Linked DNA regions of Mus musculus: regions 1, 2, 3, 4, 5 and 6 are each linked to region 7. Evidence: chromatin contacts called from public promoter capture Hi-C data. All regions are on one chromosome and are shown on one strand. The core of a region is the stretch at or near the end of the contact, and the rest is flanking DNA. Distances in the headings are between cores, read along the strand shown.

What was found. Promoter capture Hi-C pulls out the DNA fragments that hold promoters and counts their contacts. Capture Hi-C pulls out chosen DNA fragments and counts their contacts.
Region 1: a promoter capture Hi-C map of pre-B cells shows a contact between it and region 7, with 10 times the contacts expected there. The contact joins the promoter of Prkab2 here to the promoter of Wars2 in region 7. A contact is called at or near these places in 1 of 39 promoter capture datasets (pre-B cells) and 1 of 9 other capture datasets (liver).
Region 2: a contact with region 7 is called in a promoter capture Hi-C map of liver, with 2.2 times the contacts expected there. The contact joins the promoter of Tent5c here to the promoter of Wars2 in region 7. A contact is called at or near these places in 7 of 39 promoter capture datasets (cranial neural crest, embryonic stem cells, frontonasal cranial neural crest and 4 more), 1 of 484 Hi-C or Micro-C datasets (muscle stem cells) and 2 of 115 datasets of contacts at active chromatin or transcription factors (astrocytes and large pre-B cells).
Region 3: a contact with region 7 is called in a promoter capture Hi-C map of pre-B cells, with 2.4 times the contacts expected there. The contact joins the promoter of Sec22b here to the promoter of Wars2 in region 7. A contact is called at or near these places in 5 of 39 promoter capture datasets (the C10 cell line, hippocampal neurons, liver and 1 more) and 3 of 484 Hi-C or Micro-C datasets (all in the G1E-ER4 cell line).
Region 4: a promoter capture Hi-C map of pre-B cells shows a contact between it and region 7. The contact joins the promoter of Notch2 here to the promoter of Wars2 in region 7. A contact is called at or near these places in 1 of 39 promoter capture datasets (pre-B cells) and 2 of 484 Hi-C or Micro-C datasets (CD4 T cells and CD8 T cells).
Region 5: a contact with region 7 is called in a promoter capture Hi-C map of liver, with 3 times the contacts expected there. The contact joins the promoter of Man1a2 here to the promoter of Wars2 in region 7. A contact is called at or near these places in 5 of 39 promoter capture datasets (the C10 cell line, cranial neural crest, hippocampal neurons and 2 more), 1 of 115 datasets of contacts at active chromatin or transcription factors (astrocytes) and 1 of 9 other capture datasets (liver).
Region 6: a promoter capture Hi-C map of pre-B cells shows a contact between it and region 7. The contact joins the promoter of Chd1l here to the promoter of Wars2 in region 7. A contact is called at or near these places in 1 of 39 promoter capture datasets (pre-B cells) and 1 of 484 Hi-C or Micro-C datasets (CD4 T cells).

Annotation. Positions count from the first base shown.
Region 1 is chr3:97,656,416-97,659,755 of GRCm38.p6, reverse strand. It overlaps Prkab2 (protein kinase, AMP-activated, beta 2 non-catalytic subunit), which reads right to left and starts at 1,544. Exons shown (of 8, transcript NM_182997.2): 1 at 1,387-1,544; 2 at 990-1,167. The coding sequence starts at 1,142.
Region 2 is chr3:100,487,861-100,491,016 of GRCm38.p6, reverse strand. Tent5c (terminal nucleotidyltransferase 5C) reads left to right here and starts at 1,825. Exons shown (of 2, transcript NM_001142952.1): 1 at 1,825-1,923.
Region 3 is chr3:97,899,418-97,902,574 of GRCm38.p6, reverse strand. It overlaps Sec22b (SEC22 homolog B, vesicle trafficking protein), which reads right to left and starts at 1,348. Exons shown (of 5, transcript NM_011342.4): 1 at 1,155-1,348. The coding sequence starts at 1,229.
Region 4 is chr3:98,012,086-98,015,502 of GRCm38.p6, reverse strand. Notch2 (notch 2) reads right to left here and starts at 1,965. Exons shown (of 34, transcript NM_010928.2): 1 at 1,732-1,965. The coding sequence starts at 1,804.
Region 5 is chr3:100,683,896-100,686,902 of GRCm38.p6, reverse strand. Man1a2 (mannosidase, alpha, class 1A, member 2) reads left to right here and starts at 1,430. Exons shown (of 13, transcript NM_010763.2): 1 at 1,430-2,342. The coding sequence starts at 2,041.
Region 6 is chr3:97,608,361-97,611,694 of GRCm38.p6, reverse strand. Chd1l (chromodomain helicase DNA binding protein 1-like) reads left to right here and starts at 1,505. Exons shown (of 23, transcript NM_026539.2): 1 at 1,505-1,632. The coding sequence starts at 1,524. It also overlaps a transcript of Fmo5 not described here.
Region 7 is chr3:99,139,108-99,142,449 of GRCm38.p6, reverse strand. Wars2 (tryptophanyl tRNA synthetase 2 (mitochondrial)) reads right to left here and starts at 1,360. Exons shown (of 6, transcript NM_027462.4): 1 at 1,262-1,360. The coding sequence starts at 1,351.

The DNA.
Region 1 (3,340 bases), core at 295-2,794, 1.5 Mb after region 7:
GTGTGTAATTCAAATTTCATGTGCCATCAAAGTGGCAAATAAAACTCTGTTATCCTAAGCCTCAGTTCACTGGGAAGTGATAAATGTCCACCACCCCACCCCATCCCCAAGGGCCGGGTTTTCTTTTTCACTCCAGAAAGTCTACCGGGAGAAATTACATGTATTTAATGCTGACATTTCTAAGTGATTAGGAACATTAGGGTAGCAATCACACTGCTGTCAGCTCCATCTGGCTCTTCTTTTGAGTGACCAAAAGTGGCCTCTGGCTCCAAGTCTATGGAATTGAGAGCTAAGGCTTCAGGTCAGTAGAGGGTGGTTTTGAGCCCCGGGCAACGTTTTGAAGTACTTCTGAGGAGTGAAGTAAAGTGACTTGCTCTCCTGTGCAAAGCTCACAGCTACATTTTAAAACGGCACGTTTCAAAAAAAGATCTGAGCCATTAACCAAATGATGTCCTATATGGATCCCCAAGACTAGGGGAAAGTATTCAAGTAATCAACTGATGGCAGCTCAGAGCCATACAAAGGTGGACGAGGATCGAAGAGGTGATGCAGAACACGTAAGAGAGAGCAAGAAGGAGACCTACACAGAGACATTTTCAGGGAGAAGTCATCTAGCTATCTTGAGGCCAATGTGAGAAACTGAGCCCTTTTCAATAGCTCAGACAACGCACCCTCCGAAGTTTCCACCCGCGCTCACAACCTATACATCCTGCAAGCTCTGGAAGAGGGCAACCTGCACGTAGATCCAAGGATGGGGCTGGCAGGGGATGGGTTTTTGGTACTCGTCCTAAAAGGTTGGCCCACAGATTACTCTGAGCAGCAGGAAAACAACTCCGCGCCCCTATCCTAATTTGAGGTAGTATCTAGGAGGAATTAGCACCCAGCATCTCTATCCGCGGAATAGCCTTCTAGTTAAAAAGCCCATAACCCTTGAGAATGAGGAGGAAGAACCAAGAAGGGCGGAGCTGCCGGCAGCCCCGCTACCTCACCTTGGAGTCGGGCAGGCTGAAGACGCTGGGGTCGTCCGTGCTCCCCACCATGATCTTGTGCTCCTTTCCCGGGCCATGGCCGCCGCCCTCAGCTCGAGCAGCTTTGGCTCCGTGGCGCTCCCCGGACACCCGCTCGCTGGTAGTGTTTCCCATGGCTGCAGCTCGAGTCGGGGGCAACCTGCCGCGGGGAATGACACCAGGCGGGGAACACCCCCGCGGCTGCGTCAGGGGCGCCCCGGCCCCGCCCCTGCGCCCGGGAAGGGAATCCCCGCCGCAGGGGACCGCGCCCGGGGTCCCCTCCCTTACCCGCTTCACGGACGCCTCGGCTCGGAGAACCGGCTCCGGGAGCCCTCGCTGCCCCACAGCCCCGGTCCCGCACACCCCCCACGCCGCTCACCTCGGGCGATGCGCTCCGGGCTCGCGTGGCTACACGCACGCCGGCTGTTCGGCGTACAAGGAGACCAATAAAGTTATTGAAATTGAAGCCGCGCCCCAAACCAGCGAACCGGGTTTCCTCCTAAAATGGCTACAAGGCCCGCGACGAGGTACCGCCTCTGCCTCTGGCCCCGCCCACCGAGCCTCTTGTTCCGCCCCCTGCGCTCCAGCCCCGCCCCCTCCTCAGCCTGGGTCGCCTGCCTCTCTAGCCACCAGCACCGCCTCTGTGGTGGGTGCGTGCGCAGCTCCGGCTTGGGGCGGGGCCGAGGGTGGGGTCCGGGTCGGGATTAGGGCTGTGAACTGTCCGCCCAGGGCTTGATAGTGGGGCGTCTTGTCTTCCTAAGCAGTTTGTCTATCCATGGGGCACGCGGTTATTAGAAAAGCCGAATCCGAGGCCTCCCCGTGCCCTAGGTACAGAATTAGAATCTGCACTTTTAACAGGATCACCTCAAACGACTGGACAGCGGTGCATAGTGGATCCACATTTTCATATTCCGCGTACGCCTCTACCAAGCAACCTTTTTAGTTGTCCCAGGAGGCATGAAATAAAAAGTAGGACAGAGAATTGACTAGACACGTGATGGCAGTTACTGCAGAAGACTTACTTCTATGTGATGCCCAAACTCATCAAAGCGGTGTTTTCTGTTACTGTGATTAGCTGTGTGGATTAATGCAAACAGCTAATGAGTGAGAGCACAGGTAGGCTGGGAATATACTATTGGACTAGCGTTTTGAAACCAGTCGGCTGGAAGTGAAGATAAAATAGGCTGATGGAGGGCCCAGTGGGGTCAAAGAACTCTGGACACAGGAGAGACTGAGTGAGCTGAGACAGTGAGAGGTGTCCTGTGAGAGTAGCGTGTCTGCCACTGAGGTTTCAGTGGTCTTGCAGTCATTAGCACTGGCAGAATCTTAGACAAGTGTGTAGATCGGTGAGATGAGGCCGACCATAAAGCCATTAGAAGTCATAAACCCTGATGAGATGGTTCAGTGGTTAAGAGCCCTTACTGTTCTTTTAGAGGACCCGGGTTTGGTCCCAGCACCTACAAGGTGGCTCATAATCATCTGTTCCAGGCGCTACAACACCTTCAGGTGCACATACAAACATGTAGGCAAAACACTCAAACATAGATTAACATTTTAAACAATGAAAGTAATTACTCAAAAGGAACAGTGAGGTAGCAAAGAGAGTTGGAGGTCTACCTTAACATTGATTTCCTTCCTCTTTACTGAAGCACTGACTCTAACCTTAGGATGTTGTCTGTCTCCACAGAGATGCATTTCTTAGCCTCCCTAATAGATAGATAGGGGGAAATGGTAAGTAGAATTTCTCCGTTTCTCTTTCTTTGTGTATAGGGTGTCCATAGAATGGCCAGAGCTCCAGCAGCCACTTCAGATCACGAGGTAGTTAAAAGCAGTGGAATAAAAAAAGGGAACTGAGCCGGGCATGGTGGCACATCTTTAATCCCAGGACTTGAGAGGCAGAGGCAGGCAGATCTCTGTGAGTTCAAGGTCAGCCTGCTCTACAGAACCAGTTTCAGGACAGCCAGAACTACATAGTGAGACCCTGTCTCACCCATCTCCCCCACAAAAAGAAAAGAATGGAAAAGGAACCATGCAGCTATGGAATCATCTCATAAATGATATATTTTAGACTTTTTATATGAAGGGGAAAGAAATATCAGTCTTGTTAGACCACTGTTGACTATCACTTTTCTATTAAATATAGCTGAACCTCATCCTACTTAATTAATCCATTGGATTGATGGAGTACTAATTGCATAGATATTAACATCACCTTCAGGAATGACTGTGTCTATAGACACAGCATTGAGTTAGGTGCTAAGGTCTTCACTGAGTGAAGGGGAATAAACGGGTCTATAAATAGCTACAGCCAGGAGAGGTAGTGGGTGCTTCAG
Region 2 (3,156 bases), core at 576-3,075, 1.3 Mb before region 7:
GCAGTGGTGAAGAATGAGCCACGGTTACATACAACACCACAGAGAAATCTCACGGAGAGAAAAATGTTCACCCTCTGTTTCCCCATGAATAGTTCAAATACCAGAACAATTGACATATGAAGACTGAGTTCTTAATATTGGTAACCCTGCAATCTATTGAGTGACAGGGGCCATGGCTAAGCTGGAAATGTTCTGGGTGACAGCTCTGTGAGTACACACACCCATCATTTTGTACACAATAAAAGACACTGTGAGATCAGAAAGGGCTCACATTATCAACAAAAAAGCTGGCCATATATCCTGAATTTGTGTTCAAGAACATGTAAGTTCTCATACTGATGTCTTACACTGTTTTAGTTTTGGGAATTCGCCTCCCCTACCAGAGAAAGCATGTGCATGTGTGAGAACTCTTCATAGCCTAGCAGACACTGCTGGATACGGATACTCACGCTCCACAGAGGTGGAGAGGGCAGAAGAGAGCACCGATTCGGGAAGCCATCTAGGCCCCAGTACCCAGGAGAGGGTCAAACGAAACTCAACAAGTGTTTATTAACGACTGCTTTCTGATTTATTTAGTACCTGGCATGAACTTTTTAGCAAGCAGTGCATGATTAATAGCTATTTCCATAATATTGATCTCACGGTTATCTCGTCCTTCCTCCCATAATACAGATGGGAAATAGTGTTTTTGGAGGATAGGTCAAGACGGTCAGTAAAGCTGGGCGTGGTAGACCACGCCTATAATCCCAGCAGTTGGGAGGTGCACAGAGGTGGATCAGTTAAAGGTGAGCCAAGGCTACTTAGAGGCCTGTCTGGGGTTCAGGAGGCATTGTCTTAAAATAAAGACCAAACCACAATAGCTTCTTGCAAGGCCTTCCGGGTAATTAAGTGGTGAAGGAGAGTTCCACAGCGGAGCCATCAACTATGTGTGTGTGAGTGAGTGAGTGAGTGAGTGAGTGTGTGTGTGTGTGTGTGTGTGAGCCATCAACTATGTGTGTGTGAGTGAGTGAGTGAGTGAGTGTGTGTGTGTGTGTGTGTGTGTGTGTGTGTGTGTGTGTGTGTGTGTGTCCCACACCTGCGAGCAGTAACAAGCAGCAAAGACCAGCGCTGCTCTCTGGAGAGCTGAGCTGCTGTGCTTAAGGCTTTGGCGATAGCTTCCCGGGATCGCCAATTGCACACAGGTGGTCCGCGCGGCCACAGCTGCTTCCTTCCCCCCAGGACCACGACCTCACCTCCAGCCAATTTGTTCGAGGAATCAGAAAGATTTTTCCAGGGCCCACCTAAGAGTTTTCCGACTTCACAAACACCGCGCGAGGCAGGCGTGGGCTTCCACTCCCGGCTCCCGGAAACCAGAGAGCACTGGGGCGAGGAGCGCCTAAAAGTTTGAAAGAAGACGCGCCCGCCAGGGAGCAAGCGGGGTAGAGGGAAGGACAGTCTAGGCAAGGGAAAGCTAAAGAAGACGGCAGAGTGGAGCGGAGAGGACAGAGGAAAATTGTGCCCTCAACCCCAAAGTTAGTTCGCCGCCCACAAAGCACCTCTCTATTGCGCCTGCGCAACGCTGCCTCTTGGTCACCCCGCCCCTTTGCGCCGCCCGAGGTTTACTCGTCTCTCGGCAACCATTGACCCGAGGAGCCAATCAGAGGGCGGCGTTCGTCCGGCCCCCCGCCGTCAGCGCGGGGCGCAAGGATCCCGCGGGGCCCCGGCCGGCGCGCCCCGCCCTGGCTCCCCCGGGAGGCCGGCCGCGGGGCGGGGGCAGGGGCGGGGAGGCGCGGGGGAGTGGTCAGGCCGGTTAAGATCGGAGGGGGCGGCGGCCGGACCGCTCACTCGCCGCAGCTGTCTAGGGGCCGCAGTCTCCGCTCCGCTCCTGCTGGGGGCTGCCCACGCCAACCACCTGCCTCAGTCACCTCCTCTTCCAACGCCCAGGTGAGTCCACACTCCCCTCCTCCGCAGGTGGGAGGATGCTGCTGCGGTCCTCCGGGGCGGGGGGGGCGGGGGGGGCCGCGCTTTCCCGCTTAGGGTCAGTCCCGGCAGAGCCTGGTGGCATGCCCCGGGGATGGAGGAGAGATGCCAGCAGGTGTCAGGACCCGCCTGGCTCCCGCGTCCCTCACGCAAACTTTCCTCTGTGAAGGAGGCAAACTTTTCGGAGACCGTGGCCGGGCTTTGGCAAACTTGGGCGAGTTCCTGCTGCCCCGGCAGCCGGAGTGTAGGGGGCTCTTTCCCTGCACCTAGTCGGTGCTCCGGCTCTGAGCTGCGCCCCTGTGGCGCGCACACCGAGCCCGGAACCCGGGCGATTTTGAACCCCGCGGTTTTGGCGGCGCAGATGAAGACGCAGCGGTCGGGGCTAAAGCCTGGCCGGCGAGGGGAGGGCAGTTTCCTGGGCTCGGTGCCCGGGATGGCGGCTGAGATCCTTCTCCCTTTGGGACTGTGGACACCCAGCGCGGCCAAATGATCGAAGCTGCGCGTCTCTCGGAAACTTCTCGAGAATTCAGCGGCTGTGAAACCTGGTTCCTCCCCTTTGGGGATCGAAAGTCGCTTACTGCGTAGGCTGAAAGCCATGTAGTCAGTCCGTTGACTCTGATAGCGGTGCTGTCGGTGGCTTAGAGGCGCGGCTCCCGGATCGTCCGGGTCAGGGAACTTCTTTAGCGCAGTTTGCGAGGAGGGTGAGAGCCTTCTCCATAGGAAGAAGTTGAGGAACCTGCAGTACCAGCTGGTAGCCTTTACACCTAGCGCGGGCAGGCTGGAGGGCAGGAGACCGCAAAGTCCTGGAGGGCTGGTGAGGAAATGCCTAGTTGGTTTTTCAAGAACGCAAAACTTCCACCAGCATCGATTGTCATCCCTAGGTGGTCTAGGCCTCTTTTCTCTCCTCTCAACCTTTAATGTGGAGAAACCGTTCAGAGCCCGGACCCAAGTCTTAAGCCCCTCCCTCAATTGAGGATAAAGTGCTTACAACGAAAGATTTAATAGACTTACTGATTTTTTAAGAATAGCTGTGTATGTAATAGTTTGAATTATGACGAGTTTGGTGTTCTGGAAATAAAGTTAAGATGGTCAAATCCTCCTAAATTAGGTCCCCAGCTGCCCCGCTACTCTGGGAAGGAGGGTGACGGTGGCCATTGCTGGCTACAACAACTTCCACTGTAATTTGCTTGGCAAGGC
Region 3 (3,157 bases), core at 99-2,598, 1.2 Mb after region 7:
ACCAGCACCACCAACAACCCTGGGCACATTCCATTACCCTACTTGTTAGCAGTGTGACTTTAAGCCTAAGAGCCCCTGTGAAGGGCAATAAGAGCACACACTCTGACATGGGTGGTATGAGGAGGGCCAGAGAAATAGCACCCCTAGCACTCTCAGGACAGTGCTGTTCTATATGAGGCTGTGTGTGACGTTCTGTCTACTATCATGATGGTAAAACAAGAGTCTGAGACCGATGCTTCTGCAGACATTGAAGGTTCAGAAAGGCTTATTATTTAAAATCAAAATTAATAAAGGGAAATGATAAATCACAACCAGAAAAACAAAACAAAACACTTCTGTGGAGAACTTCTCATCAATGAAACAAACCAATATTGGCAGACCAATATCAAATAAATACCAAGTTTAAAATTAAGAAAGAATCCATGAATTTTTTTCAGAAAAATTTCAAAGCAGAGAGTAGGGGCCCACTGATATTGAGTAGCATTTCAGACCCACTTTGGTCCCTCTCCTCCATTAGACTTCAGTGCAACTGATCAGATTCTGCCCATCTCTACCCCACTGATACCCCTCACGGGGAAAATATTTTTCAAAGGAAGTGTTCTCTAAGACTCCCAGCCCCCAATCTCCTTTGTCCGGATCATATTCTTGGGCTCATCTGAATAATATACTTTATGAGAGCAGGAGAAAATCAGGCATAGCCGTGAAAGTAGGCACTTTACTGAACCTTGACAACTTTGTAAGTGGCAATATTACCTCATCCTCTATCAAAATATGTCATCGAGCTAGGTCAAGGATCAAGAGCTACAGGAAAGCGAGGTGAAGAAACCAAGGGTTGGTCTTCCCCAGATATATTAGTCAGCAGCCTTAACAGCAGCCCAAAAGAAAAGTCCTAAATTCTAAGAAGGTCCCTAAAAAGTCATCACAAACTGGGTGATCAAATTAAACCTGGATAAGCTTTCTCCGGGGCTTCTGTGTAGAGAGGAACAGTTACCACCATAACTCTAACTCCTTCCACAAGGATTTCTTCTCACAGGTAGTCTTTTCACGAGCAAACGGTAAAAGAGCTCTCGAGAAGAGGGGGAAGGAGTCTGTGAGGTCGCTAGGGTCTCACTAGCCGGGAGCAGGGCGAGCTCGGGGCTCCGGCAGCAGCTTACCTGCTCGTCCTCCTGCATCGAGGCGGCCAGCGGAAGGCCGTCCGCCACACGGGCGATCATCGTCAGCAGCACCATCTTCCCTGGCTACGGAGACCAGGCCGCCTCAGTCACTGTCCCTTCTTCTCCGGCGGCGGCCAGTTACACCTCCGGCTGAGGTCCCCAACAGCTAGCCGCTGGCGTCTCCGCTTCCCGCTGAGGTGGCCGGAAACGACTTCAGAGCTTTCCACTACCGGTCCTTTCAATTGGCTTCCCACCGAGAACCACAACCACCGGGAACTTTAGTTCCGCAGTCATTCCTCCGACCAAGTCCCGCCCACATTTGTGAATTTTTGTTTCCACTAAGTGGTGTCTCTGCAAGAGGAGTGGCGCTCAAGCTTAGTAGGGCTTGAAAGGTGACTGAGAGCGAACTTTTTAGACGAATGGAGTATGAAGCAACTGTAAAGCTATGTATTTTCAGATTTTTTTTACAGAGCATTTTATGTATAATATTTTATAATCTGTGTATGTCTCAGCAGAGATTCGTTTCTTGAGGGTTTTTCTGGCCTGGGTGTTTATACTGTCACAAAGTTCTTAAACAGTTTGTGGTAAGAGATTGGCAAATAGGAGCTGGAGAGACCGCCCCAGGGATCAAGAACTCTGGCTGTTCTTTCAGAGGACCGGAGTTCAACTCAGCACCCGCATGCTGGTTTACAACCATCAGTAACTCCAGTTCCAGGGGAATCTGACACCTTCTTCTGGCCTCTCCAACCTTTCCATGCACGTGCTGCACAGGCAGGAGCGGAAGTAAGCCACCCCCACACATGAAACTTTTAAAAAGAGATCAGCAATATTTAGTATTATATATATTTATTCATATATATATGTATATATATGCATATATTAATAAATGAAGAAGTACAGGGGGATCACATACATCATTAGCCTCCCCAAATCTAGGTTCTTGGCTGCCTCTATCATGGTATAGAAAGGGGAATCTTACCAGGCTTTCCAGTAATTTGGTTTTCACTTGCTTTTGAAGCAACCTCTAGATAATCACCGTTAAGGAAGAGTTCTCATCTCTCTCTTCTTTGGTGTCCTCATCAATGAGATAGGGATATTCTTGGCCTCAAGAGGGTTTTTGTAAATATTAAATGAGAAGAACGTGGAGGTACAGGGGTTTTGTAAACTTAGAAAAGGAAGGAAGGAAGGAAGGGAGGGAGGGAGGGAGGGAGAGAGAGAGAGAGAGAGAGAGAGAGAGAGAGAGAGAGAGAGAAAGAAAGGAAGAAAGAAAGAAAGGAATTATACAAATATACTTATTACATTAGTAATAACTATTCTTTGCTAAATACTTAGTGTCTTATGATTATCTGAACATTTAACTAAACAACTCTGTGAAATTTGTTAGCTGAAGGCTCTCACTTTATACTTGGGGAAGACTGCAAAGATTTTTCCAAGCAGGTCATGTAGTTAGAAGTGATGTAAACAGGCTTTGAGCTCAAGTTCAGCTCTAGCTACTGATTAATAAGCATTCTCTCATATTATCTCTCCTCTTTCATATATAATTCCCCCCTCCAGACAGTGTCTTGCTATGCAGCTCTGGTTGGCCTAGAACTCACCTATGCTGGCCTTGTATTTACAATCACATCCTCCCTTGCTTGCCACAGCTCACACCTGTCATTTGGCAACCTGAGCCAATGTGGAGTGGAAATCAATTTTGGAGTGTATAATGCCTTATTTGGTAGAATCATAATACATTTAGAATAGTCTACAGATACCACGATCTTTAACTTCTTTCTTCCACTCAACAAAGATATGTCTTCTACCATGATCTCAAATGATTGTCCTTGATCCGATAGAATAATTTTAGTAATAGGGGATAATGGCATAAATATTGGCAATAAGGCTACACCATGTGGGTCCGGGGAACAGAGAGAGCAAAGCATAGAATGTAGAGAGACTCTCTTGTGGAAGCATCACCTGCCAATAAAATACTGTTGGCTGTTGGCTGAGGCAGGAAATAGGAG
Region 4 (3,417 bases), core at 716-3,215, 1.1 Mb after region 7:
GACAGCGAGGGCCTGCATTAGCAGAAGTGGGGGCATCAGTTCAGCGCACTGGGGTTCAACATGGGAGAAAGCCCGTGTGCCAGCCTCATCCCATCTCTGTTGCCAGCGTTAGCACTTGTGAGTCACTTTACGTACTAGTCCCCGAAGTACTCAAGAGAAAAATAGTTAGGCTTTGAATCCTATTCCATATGGGAAAAGACACAGGTCATGAAGACTAAAGTTACTTTACTATGTAAAACAAGTCGTGGGGGACCAAGCACTTTCATCCTCAGAAAAAAAACCACACTAATCATACAGCTCTTTACACTAAGTCTACACTGAGGGCTAACAGCTTCACTCAAAGAAAAGGGGCAAGGCAAGAATGCCATCGTTGAGTTTTGAGGAAAACTTTCGGGAACCATTCAATCCTGAATTCAATCCTGGTCCACTTCTGAAAACCTACAGACCCAGCAATGTATGACATTCTAATTTTCCAGAAAGTATCTGGTTGATGCTGGACAGCCCAGCACTGTTTGCAGGTGATAAATAATCGAGTCTTCCTCAAAGCATCTGCGATTGGCATGTCAGCTGCCTGTTACAATGAACAAAGACCATACTTTTCTGAAACTCATCCCTTCTCTGAGGAAATGTACTAGAGTTTTTCTGGTAAAAGTTAATTGTTCTTGAGTAAAGGGGGACCCTACCAGTTCAACAAACCAGTACAAGACATAGCCCCACTGGAAGCACAGACTTCAAACCAGTACAAGACATAGCCCCACTGGAAGCACAGACTTCAAACCAGTACAAGACATAGCCCCACTGGAAGCACAGACTTCGAACCAGTACAAGACATAGCCCCACTGGAAGCACAGACTTCAAACCAGTACAAGACATAGCCCCATTGGAAGCACAGACCAAACCGCTGCTCCTGCCCTGAAACAACTTTTCTGAACATCTTTTAAGTGCTACGGGTTTAATATACATTCTTTTAATTAATCCTATTAGCTGGGTAATTTCATCCCCATTTTATTGGTGAGTTAATACAGAAGATTTGAATCCAGGATTACAGAGCTGGACTCCAAAGCCGAAGTTCTTTCCATACAACATTCCAAAGAAATGTAAAATCTAAAGATGTGGGTGGAGTGGGTAAAATATGATCCGATTTCCTTTCCTGGCTCCCACCAAGTTAGCGAGGGGGCACGGAATATCCCACCATAACAAGCCTTTCTAAGCAAGCACTTCGGATCAAGCAACGTCTCCACTTTTCCTCGCCTGCCCCTGCCCCACCCCCAACGGTGCCAAAAGAGCAGCAAGCTGCTGCCAGGTTGGAGGAGTTGGGGATCGTCACACCACATTCCTGGGGCTGGACGCACACTGGAACCGCAGCAGAGCTCCGCGCCTCGGAAAGAATAACAGCAGTTGAGATTTTCAATCATGTGGCTCAGCACGCTGCCACACCAGTTCCCCCACTGCTGCCTCCACCTATCCAAGACCTAAGCCCCACGCCCAACTCCTCCTCCGGACAAACCGACCGATCCGGGTGTCAAAAGCTGGGAACGCCGCAAGCCCCCGCCGCCCTCCCGACCACACTCGCACCTCGGCCCGCGAGCTGCTCGCCCGAGACCCCGCTAACGCGGAACCCGGGACGCTACGCGTTGCCAAGACTCGAGGCCCGGACGAGGCAGTTTGGAAGACGCAGTCCCCGTAGCGCAGAGACAGAGAGGGATGGTCTCCCGGGCGCCCGGTACTCACCGTGCGCGGGGCCCGCGCCGCACAGCCAGAGCCACAGCAGCGCCCGCAGCGCGGCGGGACGCAGAGCGGGCATCTTCGGGGCCGCAGCCAGAGCAGATCCGCATGGGGAGCGGGTCCCGACCAGGAGCCCGGCTCTCGCGTGCTCTACCCTGCCCCCGCGGCTCGCTGAGTCCTGGAGCTCCCGCTGCGCCGCCCCTGCACTCCGCGCAGCCAGGCCGCCGCCCGAAGTTTGGCTGAAAGTTTCTGGCTGCGCCGCGCGGCTGGGCGGCCCGCGTGTCCTTCCGCCTCGGCCTCCTCCCACCGCGAGGCTCCGCCCCCGTCGCCGCCGCGCGCCCAGGGGTTTCCCGCAGAAAGAAGCGCCGGTCCTCTGCGCGCGGAGGGATCTGAGTGAGCAGCACCCCGTACTCCGCCCGCTCGACCGCCGAGCCCGCCCATGAGCTCGGAAAGGGGGGCGGCTGAAGCGCCCAACATCAAACACTAGGGTTTACCCGGGTCCTGAACTTGTAGAGAGAGGCAGACCTCATGCCCCACACACCCACCCACACACTTCTTGGCTGGTTAGAGGAATGAGGGAGAGCAAAAACGAGACTGTCAACGGAAGGCAGAGGGCAAAGGCGCCAAAGTACTCTTAAGAGGACATTCCTTAAGATGCTCTGGGCATTTCGTTCATTCATCCGTCCATCCACCCACCCATCCTTGGTTCTTTTAGTGAACTTCGTGTAGCAAGGTGCTTGGGACACTGGAATCGTCCGCTCTAGGGTCTAGAAGAATTTAGGGGAGGCTTTCAAGAGACAGCAGGAGCTTGAAACTCTAGTCAAAGGTGTAGAAAATAGAAAGAAGAACCAGGAATACTCTTTATAACCTATTAATAGCTGCGAGTGAAGAGTAACCTAAATGCCCCACCCTTAGGGACTAGATGAATAATGCATAATTATAAGTGCAATACAATTGAAAATACCATCTTCATATACGTCAGCCGTAAAACCAAAATGATGATGAAAACACGAATCGCAGAGCGAGACTCTAAGAATGCCATTTACATATAAATGTTTCCAAACAACACTGAACATTGTATGGACGTTTGTGTGCATAGTTTTTAAAAGATAAAGCTATTACACTAACAATTTCCAAAGTGGGAGAGTGGAGGGTGTGATCTGTCTTAGGAATAAATGCATTTGTAGAACGAAATTGGCAACTACGAGGAATTGCATAAGTAACACAGGACTGTTTGTATTTCTGTCTTGACTACACGGGGAAGTCTTTATGGCCCAGGATCATGGCCTTCATCACTAGTGCCTATCAATTAGTAGATGGTGACCTAGAATGCAGAATACCGTTCAGCAAGTGCAAATGGGTGTGAACATTAAAACTGCAGTTTAATAAGCACTATAGAGTCTGAGGAAATGGATCAGCGGGAAAGAGTGCTTGCTGTGCAAGCACGGGGACCTGAGTTCAAATCTCCAACACTCACAGTGAAAGCCAGGTTTGACTATGCACATGCCTCAAACAGCTGTAGGGAGTAGAGTTAAATGAATCTCTGGGGCTAATTAGCAGGTAGCCCAGTTCCAGGTTCAGTAAGAGATCCCCCCCCCCCCAACCAGGGAATAAGTTAGAGAGTAATAGAACAGGATATCTGATGTCCTCTGACCTCCACACACATGAATATATACATACACATATACAGCA
Region 5 (3,007 bases), core at 181-2,680, 1.5 Mb before region 7:
ACATCTTGTGCTGGCTTTATTTTGTAAACCAATGACTTCTTTTGTCCTGTGGTAGGAAGGTAGGGTTTGCAGAGCTTCTAGAAATGCCTAGTGGAATGTAGTTCTGAATCCTGCCAAGGGACATGAAGTTTTCCTTGATTTCTAAGGCTGACTTCCCACCCCTGCCATTTATGGGCCTCCTCTCCAATTGCCAGCTACCAGTTAGGATGTGTGCAAGGAACAGAAGGTAAATTTAAGAAAAAAAAAAAAAGCTAAATGCAAACTAGATGCAAGAATACATATGCATTGCTAAGAAGCCTATATTATACTTTATCACAACCTGGTTCTTCTCAATATTACAGATAACAGAATTGACTCAGATTGTTTCAAGCCTCAACTTCAACAATATTGTCCTTTTGGGTTTTAACACCTGCTCATTCATTCATCTTTGTTATCTTTGCGGGGGGAATGGTAGTGGTGGTGGTGAAGATGACTATAGAGTGTATATATAGTCTTGGGACTGAACCACCAGGAATCTCCTGTCTGACCTAGGTCGTCCGATTCCTCAGAAAGGAACCCAGTAGAAAGCGCAGGGCTGCCATTTTAACACGAATCCGGCACGTGGCCGGTGCCACCTCCTTCTTCAACCAGCCTCGCGTGCCCAAGAACGCGTGGAAGTTTGAGACCTTGATGTTGAACCCCGGCCCCGAGTCACTGATAACTGAGGGAGGCATCAGCCTTGGCCCCCGTAACCCGTCAGTCCCAGGAACCCCACATTCCAGCGCCACTTTCGCGATCCAAGCGCCTGGTCCTCCTCGTCCGGCCGCCGGGGCTTCCGGGGGCTCCGGGCTCTCGGCAGCGGCCAGGCCCGAGCGGCCCGGCGGGCGGGGGAGGGGCGCGGCGGCCGGGAGCGTGCGCGCGCACCTCACACTCCGCCGCCCGGGGACGCCCACTCGCGAGTCGGGGCGGCTAGCCGGGCCCGCGCCCCCCACGGCCGAGCCGCTCGGCCCAACCGGTGTCGGCCGCGCAGCCGCTCTGTTCTCCTCCGGCCTCCACAGGCCAGGGACCAGCCCAGGGCCGCGGACCCGCGCCGCAGTCAGCGCGAGCGTGCGAGCCACCCGAGGCCGGGCCCTGCCGGAGCCGCCCTGCGGCCGCGGGAGGCGCGGCTGCTCGCTCGCGCGCGACCGGCCGCCCTCCCTCCCGCCCGCCTCTCCCAGGCGGTGCGAGGAATGAGCCGGCGCCGGCCCCGGGCTGTCGGTCTGAGGGCCGCGGCCCGGCTACCTCGCACGCCGCCACCGAGGCGCAGGGGCTCGGCCGCCGCGGCTGGGCTCGGCCGAGAAGCGGGCGGCGGGGCTAGCTGAGGAGGAGGAGGAGGAGGAGGAGGAGGAGGAAGAGAAGAAGGAGGAGGAGCCGGGTGGGGGCGGCCGCTCGGCTGAGGAGGAAGTTCCGCTCCTGACAGAGCGCGCGGCGGCGCGGGCGCTGTAGTGTTCGGGACGCCGTCGCCCTCGCGGCCTCGGCTGAGGGTCGTCGCTGCTACGCCCGGCGCCGCTGCTTGGAAGCCGCGGAGGCTGCGGAGCGGTGGAGCGGAGGAGGCTCCGGAGGGGACCGAGTGGAACCGACCTACTGCAACTCGTCGTCTTCGCCGGGCGCCTCCCGGGGCGGGCAGCCGCCTCTGAGCATCGCGCCGGGGCGCGGGCATGGCAGAACCCACCTTGCAGCTTCTCTGCGGTGTGGCTCGCCCGATCCACTCTCGGGAATGAAGAGGAGACTCGCGATCATCCGGTGAGGCACCGAGAGCCAAATGGCGAGAAGATCTGACGGGACAGAAACCAACGATCGCTTGGGAGGTCACCCGGGCTTCTGGATGTAATCGGAGAGCGTGAAAGAGGTGGCCTCGTAAATAATAATAATAATAAAAAAGCACAACAATCCTTTGAGAGGAGGGAAATTGAGTTTATTCTTTTTTTTTTTTTGGCCGAGGTTTTGAGAAACGGTTCGATGTGTTGTACGTTTGATATAAGATGAGAACTTTATAAAGTATTCCGTCCAAGAGCCTAAACGATGACTACCCCAGCGCTGCTGCCCCTCTCTGGTCGTAGGATACCACCTTTGAACCTGGGGCCGCCCTCCTTCCCACATCACAGGGCTACCTTGAGACTCTCCGAGAAGTTTATCCTTCTCCTCATCCTTAGTGCCTTCATCACCCTGTGTTTTGGGGCATTCTTCTTCCTTCCAGACTCTTCAAAACACAAACGCTTTGATCTGGGCTTAGAAGATGTGTTAATTCCTCACGTAGATGCCGGCAAAGGAGCTAAAAACCCCGGCGTCTTCCTGATCCATGGACCCGACGAACACAGACACAGGTTCGTTTGTTACTTAAATTATGGTACTTCCTTTTGGGAGAGCAAGGTACAGTTCACTGCTTTCTTGTCTCTCCCCCCTCCCCCTCCTGCCCCTGTGAATGATCAGGGTGTTGAACGTTGTTGGTTCAGAGCTGCCTGGGTAGAACCATACATAGACTGGAAGGACTCCTAGGGTTCCTTGGTTTTTCCCGGCAGAACGAAGTGTTCAGTCAGACTCTTCTGCTGTGGACAGCAGGGAGCGGAGATACAGGGAGTCAGCATGCGCGTATTGAGAACGTGTTTCTGCCTTTCTGCCACCATGTGAAGTCACTGAATCTTGACAGCTTGCTAGACTTTGCTCAGCCACCAAGTCCCAATCTCTGGCTTGTGCTCTGATTTTTTTTTTTTTTTTTAAATGTTAAAAGGTGGGGTGTGTATATCCCTAACCATAATTTGGCCAGTTATTCTGAATTGAGCCCTTGGCAGGGTATAATCAAGATGAAATGAAATGGAAGCTCTGCTTCCAGCCTTTAAGTCATTTCTAGATCTTTACCTAAAAGGAGACTTTGGAGACAATTCGCTTTTTCCAAACACCTCTCTCCTCTCATAAGCTAATTCTTGAATGTGTGAAAGAGAAGTATGTATGAGACTTCACCCGAATGGTAGAACCCCTGTAGAAAATGGGT
Region 6 (3,334 bases), core at 256-2,755, 1.5 Mb after region 7:
AATAACAGCTGATACTCAAAACCAACCCTTGGTAAGCATTTCTAGTGACTTGGGGACTCAAGAGTACGGTCAGAAGTGCTGCCAGAGTTTTGATTTGGGGGGACTCTCAACAAACCAGGTCCAGCCATTTGCCCCTCCCCCCCCAATCAAATGGAAAAACGACTAGTGAAAAAAGGACTGTATTCAATACAGCTCTATTGGAAAACGGGGGCAAGTTTGTTCAGTTCCACTGGTAAGGGACAGATAACACACTATGTTCTTGTAAGAGCCCACTAGTAGTTCATATTATAAACAAGAAACTTCAAGTACCCACTGAGAACTGTTTTTTTTTTTTTTTTTTTGAGTTAATCTTTAACCTCAACGTAATTGATCACAGAGGGGTGCGATGACCTTGGTGTATCTGACACCTCCACTCTTGATCTGGTTGTACCTCAGGTCTGGTTCTGTGTGTTCCTGGAGAAGTCTGTATAACGGGATAATTGATCACAGAGGGGTGCGATGACCTTGGTGTATCTGACATCTCCCCTCTTGATCTGGTTGTACCTCAGTTCTGGTTCTGTGTGTTCCTGGAGAAGTCTGTATAACGGGATGGGTAAAGTCCCTTAGTCATTAGAGGACTACTTCTGCATAGTGGGGCCAGCCTTGGTCCTTCTTAGGACAACGTGGCCATTAGTTATTTGTTATTTGTTTTTGTTTTTATCACACATAGATGTTCTGTTTGAATGGCTACTCTTGGAATCTTGAGGGGATGGGGGGGGGGGAAGTTCTCTCGCACTTTATTTTTAAGAAAAGGTTTACTGCACCTTAGGCTGGTTTCAAACTTGTGTAGCTGAGGCTGACCGTGAGCTCCGGTCCTCCTGCCGACAGCTCCCTAGGGCTAGGATTACAGGTGCTCACCCTCATGCCCCACCCGAGGGCTTGGTACATTCGAGGCAAGCATTCTGCTAACTGAGCTTTGATCTTTATTATTTATTGACACCTTCCTGCTTTGCAGCCCAGGCTAGACTGAACTCACAAATTCTCCTGCCTCAGCCTCCCCAATGCTGAGATTACAGGAATGTACCACCAGGGTCTTTTCTTTGAATGTATCTTGTCACTACACATTTTAAGAGATAAAGTTAATCTTATTTTGGTGTTTTTAGTCATACATGAAGAAAAAGGTTAGATAATATAAGACGTATCTACCTTGTAGTACTAGTTTTTAGGCATGTGCATCGTAACTGAAAACATGGAAAGCTGCTCAGGAATCGGACCCAAAGTTTAAAGAAGACAGATAAGAAATTAAGGGGGGGTGGGGAGCTTGCCAAGTTTTGAGCTTGCTGTTAGCTACCCAAGCAACCCAAGTTAGGAGTCAGAGCTTTTAGCAAAGGCAGCCTCTAGGTCCTAGTCGCAGACGCACACTTAGACCAGAGTCTTCCGCACCTGCGTGCTAAGGAAGCGTGGGAAGGCGCGCGAGCTGCGCCCTCTGGCGGCGGTGCGTTGTACTCCGCACGCGCGGGAGCGAAGGCGCGGGGCCTCTCGGGATGGCGAGCGGCTTGCCGCGCTTCCTGCAGGCGCTGCCGGCCGAACACGGGCCGGAGCCGCTTCGGACGCGGGTGCAGGAACCGGACTTACAGCAGTGGGGCTTGACTGGTGAGCGGGCCGGGGACGCCCGGGGGCGGGCGGGAGCCGGGAAGGCGCGCGGCAGCGCTGGCCTACGCGGGGACAGCGGGGGAGCCAGCAGCTTCCCGGCCGCTCTCGCTCCTCCCAGTCTGCGTTTCCCTGCCGACTGGGCATGCGCACTCACTTGTTGCGGCTCCCTAATGAACTCTCAAAGTTGCGCTGCCCAGCAAAGTTTGTCCTGTCCTGTGCCTCTTGTGCTTTCGTATTAAGCCCACTTGCCATTACGAGTCCCAAGTGAGGGGATCCCACATGTGTGGACCCCAGGTGTGTAGGCTCCAGATGTGTAGACCTCAGTTTGTAGGTTCCAGATTTAGAGACCGCCGGCCTGCAGACCCCAGTGGACCTGGAGCATCCTCATCCTGCGGCGTTCTCTCTATTCCACATCCCAAGACTCCTTTCCTTATGTGTCTGCTGGGAATGTAGTGCTGGTGTAACGGAAAGTCATAATGACTCACCAGTTGTCACCTCGTGGTCGTTATTTGTTGCTGTCGAGAGAGTACTGTGGGGTATGGGGAGCAGATAAACAAAATAAATAGCGGCCCTAGGACCCAGTTTCTTTACTAGCGGATACGTGCTTTTGAAAGCATAAGGAAGCGCTTGACTTACACGTGCCAAGTACCACCAAAAGGTGAGGGTTTGGAAAGGCAACAAAATGTGCCTTTCTGCCAGGCGGTGGCGCACCCTTTAACCCAGCGCTTGGAAGGCAGTGGCAGGTGGATCTCTGAGTTCAAGGTCAGCCTGCTCTACACAGCTAGTTCCATGATAGCCAGGGCTATGTAATAGAGAGACTCGTTCTTTAAAAAAAAAAAAAAAGTTCCGTTAGCTTAGAGGAGGGGCAGATGACGATGAGGGCGAAGTGAAAGACAAGCAGTTCATATTAATATTTTCCATTTATATTCAACTTTAAAATTTTTATTTTTGAGATTATAGTTACACCTCCTCTTTACTTCTTTACACTCTCATAAACCCTCCCATTCTCTCCTTCAAATCCATGTTCCCTCCCCCCACTTAATCGTTATCCTATGCTTATACCTATGTACATAAATACTCCTAGATATACTAGTTCAGTGTGTTTAGTGTCACTTGTATGTACGTTTCAGGGCTGACTGGTTGGCACTGGACAGCCAGTTGGTGTGCTCCTCCCTAGAGAAGACCCCTTTTATTGCTCTTAGCTTTTCTTAGTTGCCTGTAGTTCTTTGTGTAGGATTGAGGCCTCAATGGCTCCTCTCTGTTCATTTTGGCATGCTCACTGGTACTATCTGCATGTGTGGGCAGTCATGTTGGTGACAGTGTAAACAAAGCGTCTGGTGTTACTTGGAGACACAATTTGACAACAAAGTTTTTGACCTTGCTTTCTGTCCCCTCTTCCACAATACCTTAGGTGTGGATCTATCCATTGGGACTGAGTTCTACACTCTGCATTCTAATTGGTTGTGGTCCTCTCTATTGCTCTCCATCTCTGTCAAAGGAAAGTTTCCTTGATGAGGGGAGAGGACTGCGCTTATTTGTGGGTATAAGGACAAGTGTTAGTAGAAGGCAGCATTACAGCTCAGGGTTCTCTGATTCCTGTTTCTCAAGTCCTTCCACCTCTGGGCATGCACCCTAGGTCAATAGAAATGGACTGTCTATTTTGGGGATCTCCTGGACAGCCCCGACAGCACAGTTCAGTTGC
Region 7 (3,342 bases), core at 111-2,610:
AGAAAAACAACATTTGATGATTAAAGCCGGAATCAATTCTTAACTAACACTGTTTCTTAAAATGTAAAGTAACATTTGAATAGTTGTTTGCTGAATTTCTAGTATTGTGTCTTTTATTCGTAAAGAATCTTGTGAAGTTTACATTAAAGAAAAAAAAAGTAAGTTCAGAGAATGAGTAACTTGTGGGATGATTCAAAATATAATATTACATGCTAGTTTCATCTACTCTTGCTGGCTATGTTTTACCTTCATAGTCATGAACCCATAAGCTTTCCAGTCTTGGAAGTACATCAACATGCCAATCACTCCAATTCTCCCTCTATTCCATCTGCCCAGAGGATTACAACTGGTTCTGTAACACAGCTAGCAAATGTTAGAAAAAGCCAGGAACTTTTAGGACCAGGCCAGAAAGCTTTCCAATAATACATCAGTTACAACATGACACCCTCATGTCATATCTGTGCATTAATGGCTATGAATATGCAATGTGTAAAAATTACTTCATCACAGAAGTTCAAGTTTCCTTCCCGCTCTCAGACAAGACTTCCGAGATCATCTATGTCAAACTGATATATTCTGGGATGTTTTGTGCTTGTCAGAACAAAGCAAATTCCCCAACACCTTTTGGCTCTGAGGATAAAATGCAAATGTGGCGGGGCTCGACATAATATATCATGCTCATCAGCTCAGTCGTGGTAATCGCAGTGCTGCCAGGCAAGCAACACTATGAAGTACCTCGGCAGCTTGTTGCTGTTGGTTACAGGGCCTGGTAGATGCAGGCGCCTAAGGATCACCGAGCACCGATTCTTGCTCGCGTTCCACACGCTAGCTACTGCACTAACCTAAACAACCCAATTCTAAGAAAACTTTTCTGATTTCTCCGCTGCACCCCGGGAAGTTGTAAGGGGGAGGAGGCTAAAAACGTAACAGAACGGTGCGCAAGAGAACGATCGATCGCAGAGCAACTAAGTTTCTGATAACGTCACACTCTTTCAGGAGATGGCTTCCTGCGTTGCCAGGCAACACTGGCCACGCGGCCCGGCGGCGTGTGCTTTCCAGCAGCAGCACCTCCTGCGGTCACATGTGTGCAACGTCGCTGTGGTCTGAGTTGGGGACAGTCATAGGCTAGTGGACCTCGGAGAGAAAGTGTGGAGGGCTCTTTACAGGAAGCAGGAAGGGAGAAATAAGTGGCGGAAGGGAAGGGGAGCGGGAAGGCGCTCGCAGGATCGGAGACCTAAAGCAGAAGACCGGCTCGGGTTACCTGGGGAGCCAGAGTTGCTGCGGGTCCTTTGTGAAGTGCCCGGATGAAGCGCCAGCACTCACGGGCCTTCCGCACAGAGAACAGCGCCATCTTGAGAAGGGCGGGGCCGCCGGCCCGGAATGACGTCTGCGGGCGAGCCGAGTTGTGCTTACTACGCATGCGCCTGTCCTCTGGGCTGCCGCTGGCCAAAGTAGCTCAGTACCGATGTTTCCTAAGTTTGCAGCGCAGGTGCGCCTTGGAATAGGTGGCCCTAGGCTTTAGTGTTTTCCCGACCATCTTCTCCTTTGTGCCAGCTTCCTTGAGGGAGACTCAAGAAATGAGTTGTTGCTCTTTAGACGTGGAAGTAAAGGAAATCACCCACCCTAAACGAAGGCTAAAAACAGACCCACGGCTCCTGGAATCCTAGCACCTTCGGATTTCCTTGGAGACCAAAGGTGGAAAAAAATAGGTAATTTCTCACCCTGCAGTTCCGAAGAAAAGCAGTCAATGATTCTGGCAAAGCCATGTCTCACCACCTGCTCTCTAATACAAAACTACATGACTTGCTATCCTGTGTTCATTGATACTGAACCTTAGACCAATAAACGTCAGCTCTCACAGTTTTGAAGTTGAACTGGGTTTATTTCATTTTCCCTCCATTGACTTATTTCTTACAGGAAAAAGTCATGTAGTTTTTTGTTTGTTTGTTTGTTTTTTAATCAAGCTTCCAGATGCAGCTTTCCATTCGTGTCTCTTAAGAATGAAGCCTGCTTCTCTTAGAGGACCATAAATGACTTTTTGAGACCTACATGCTGGTCATCGGGTCTGCAACTTTACTCTAGTGCCCTGAGTGAAACACTGATGGATATGTGTGTACCTTGCCTTCCGGAAGTGTGGGGTCTCATGGGTTCAGAGAATGAATTATGCATACTGACGAGGTGATATAGAAGCAAGTACCAAGTTCAGAGTGGACAATGCTTAGAGCTGCAGTGCTCCGCGGAGGTTCAGTAACAATGACACCAGTGATGCTTGATGGAAGATGTTTTGTGTAAAGATGATGACTTCTCTCAGTGAACTGAAAACTCTCAGATTAAAAATCAGTAAAAAATATAAAGAGCAGATTTGACACAATCCCATTGCATTGGTTATATTAGTCTAAGAAACACATACTGGAAATTATCAAAGATTCATAGGCAGTAAGCTGTATTTGAGATGCCTGTACTCCCGAGGAGTTGAAATCTAAAGTAAGATAAAACTCCAGTCATACAATAAAATCTTAGAAGCATGCAATTGTTCCAGAGTAACTGGAAGTGAGCAGGGAAGGAATTACAGGTATGAGGTGGAGAAAGCTGAAGAAGCCATGGTTCCGCCCTCAGCAGAACATAACAATATGATTTTGTTGTTAAAATTTGAGGCACATGTATTTCCAGGTGCAATGCACTTTGACTACATACCCGAGTATAGAGCCAACGGGACACTTGAGCTACAAAACATGGTAATAGACTCCAAAAACTGAATAAACTAGATTGAATTTAGAATAAAAAGTGGCCGAGTAATGGAAATAAAGTGGCCAGGAATTAATAGAAAACCCAAGACACATGGTGTAGCAGAAGCCCAGGACAAAGCCAGTCAAGAGAAGATATAGACAATGGTTACTGTAACATGGGGTTTTATAAATGCCTTAGGTGTCTAGTCTTCAGATAGAAAGCAAAGTATTACTATTTGCATAGCTATATAATTAATTAGATTATAACCCCAGGAGTTAACATTAGACTTCTAATGTTCTTAGCTATCCAGATTGCAGAATAAAAAACCCTGGCATCAAGCCAGTGATGCCAGTGCATTTTCAGAGTCTTCTGCCCAGGTGCCTATCTAGTACTGGTAACATTTTAATGGGGGGGGGGGATATCTCCAGGACACGTTCTCAGTAAAGACACTTTATCAATACTCGCCTTCAATACCATAATGTTTGAATAAATCATTTGCTGTTGTGACTCATTATTAGGAAAACATCTCTTACATTATTATGAAAATATCCCTTACATACTTTTGCTGGCCCTCACAGATAAGTTAATAATACCCCTTGAAGTCAATAAAGATTG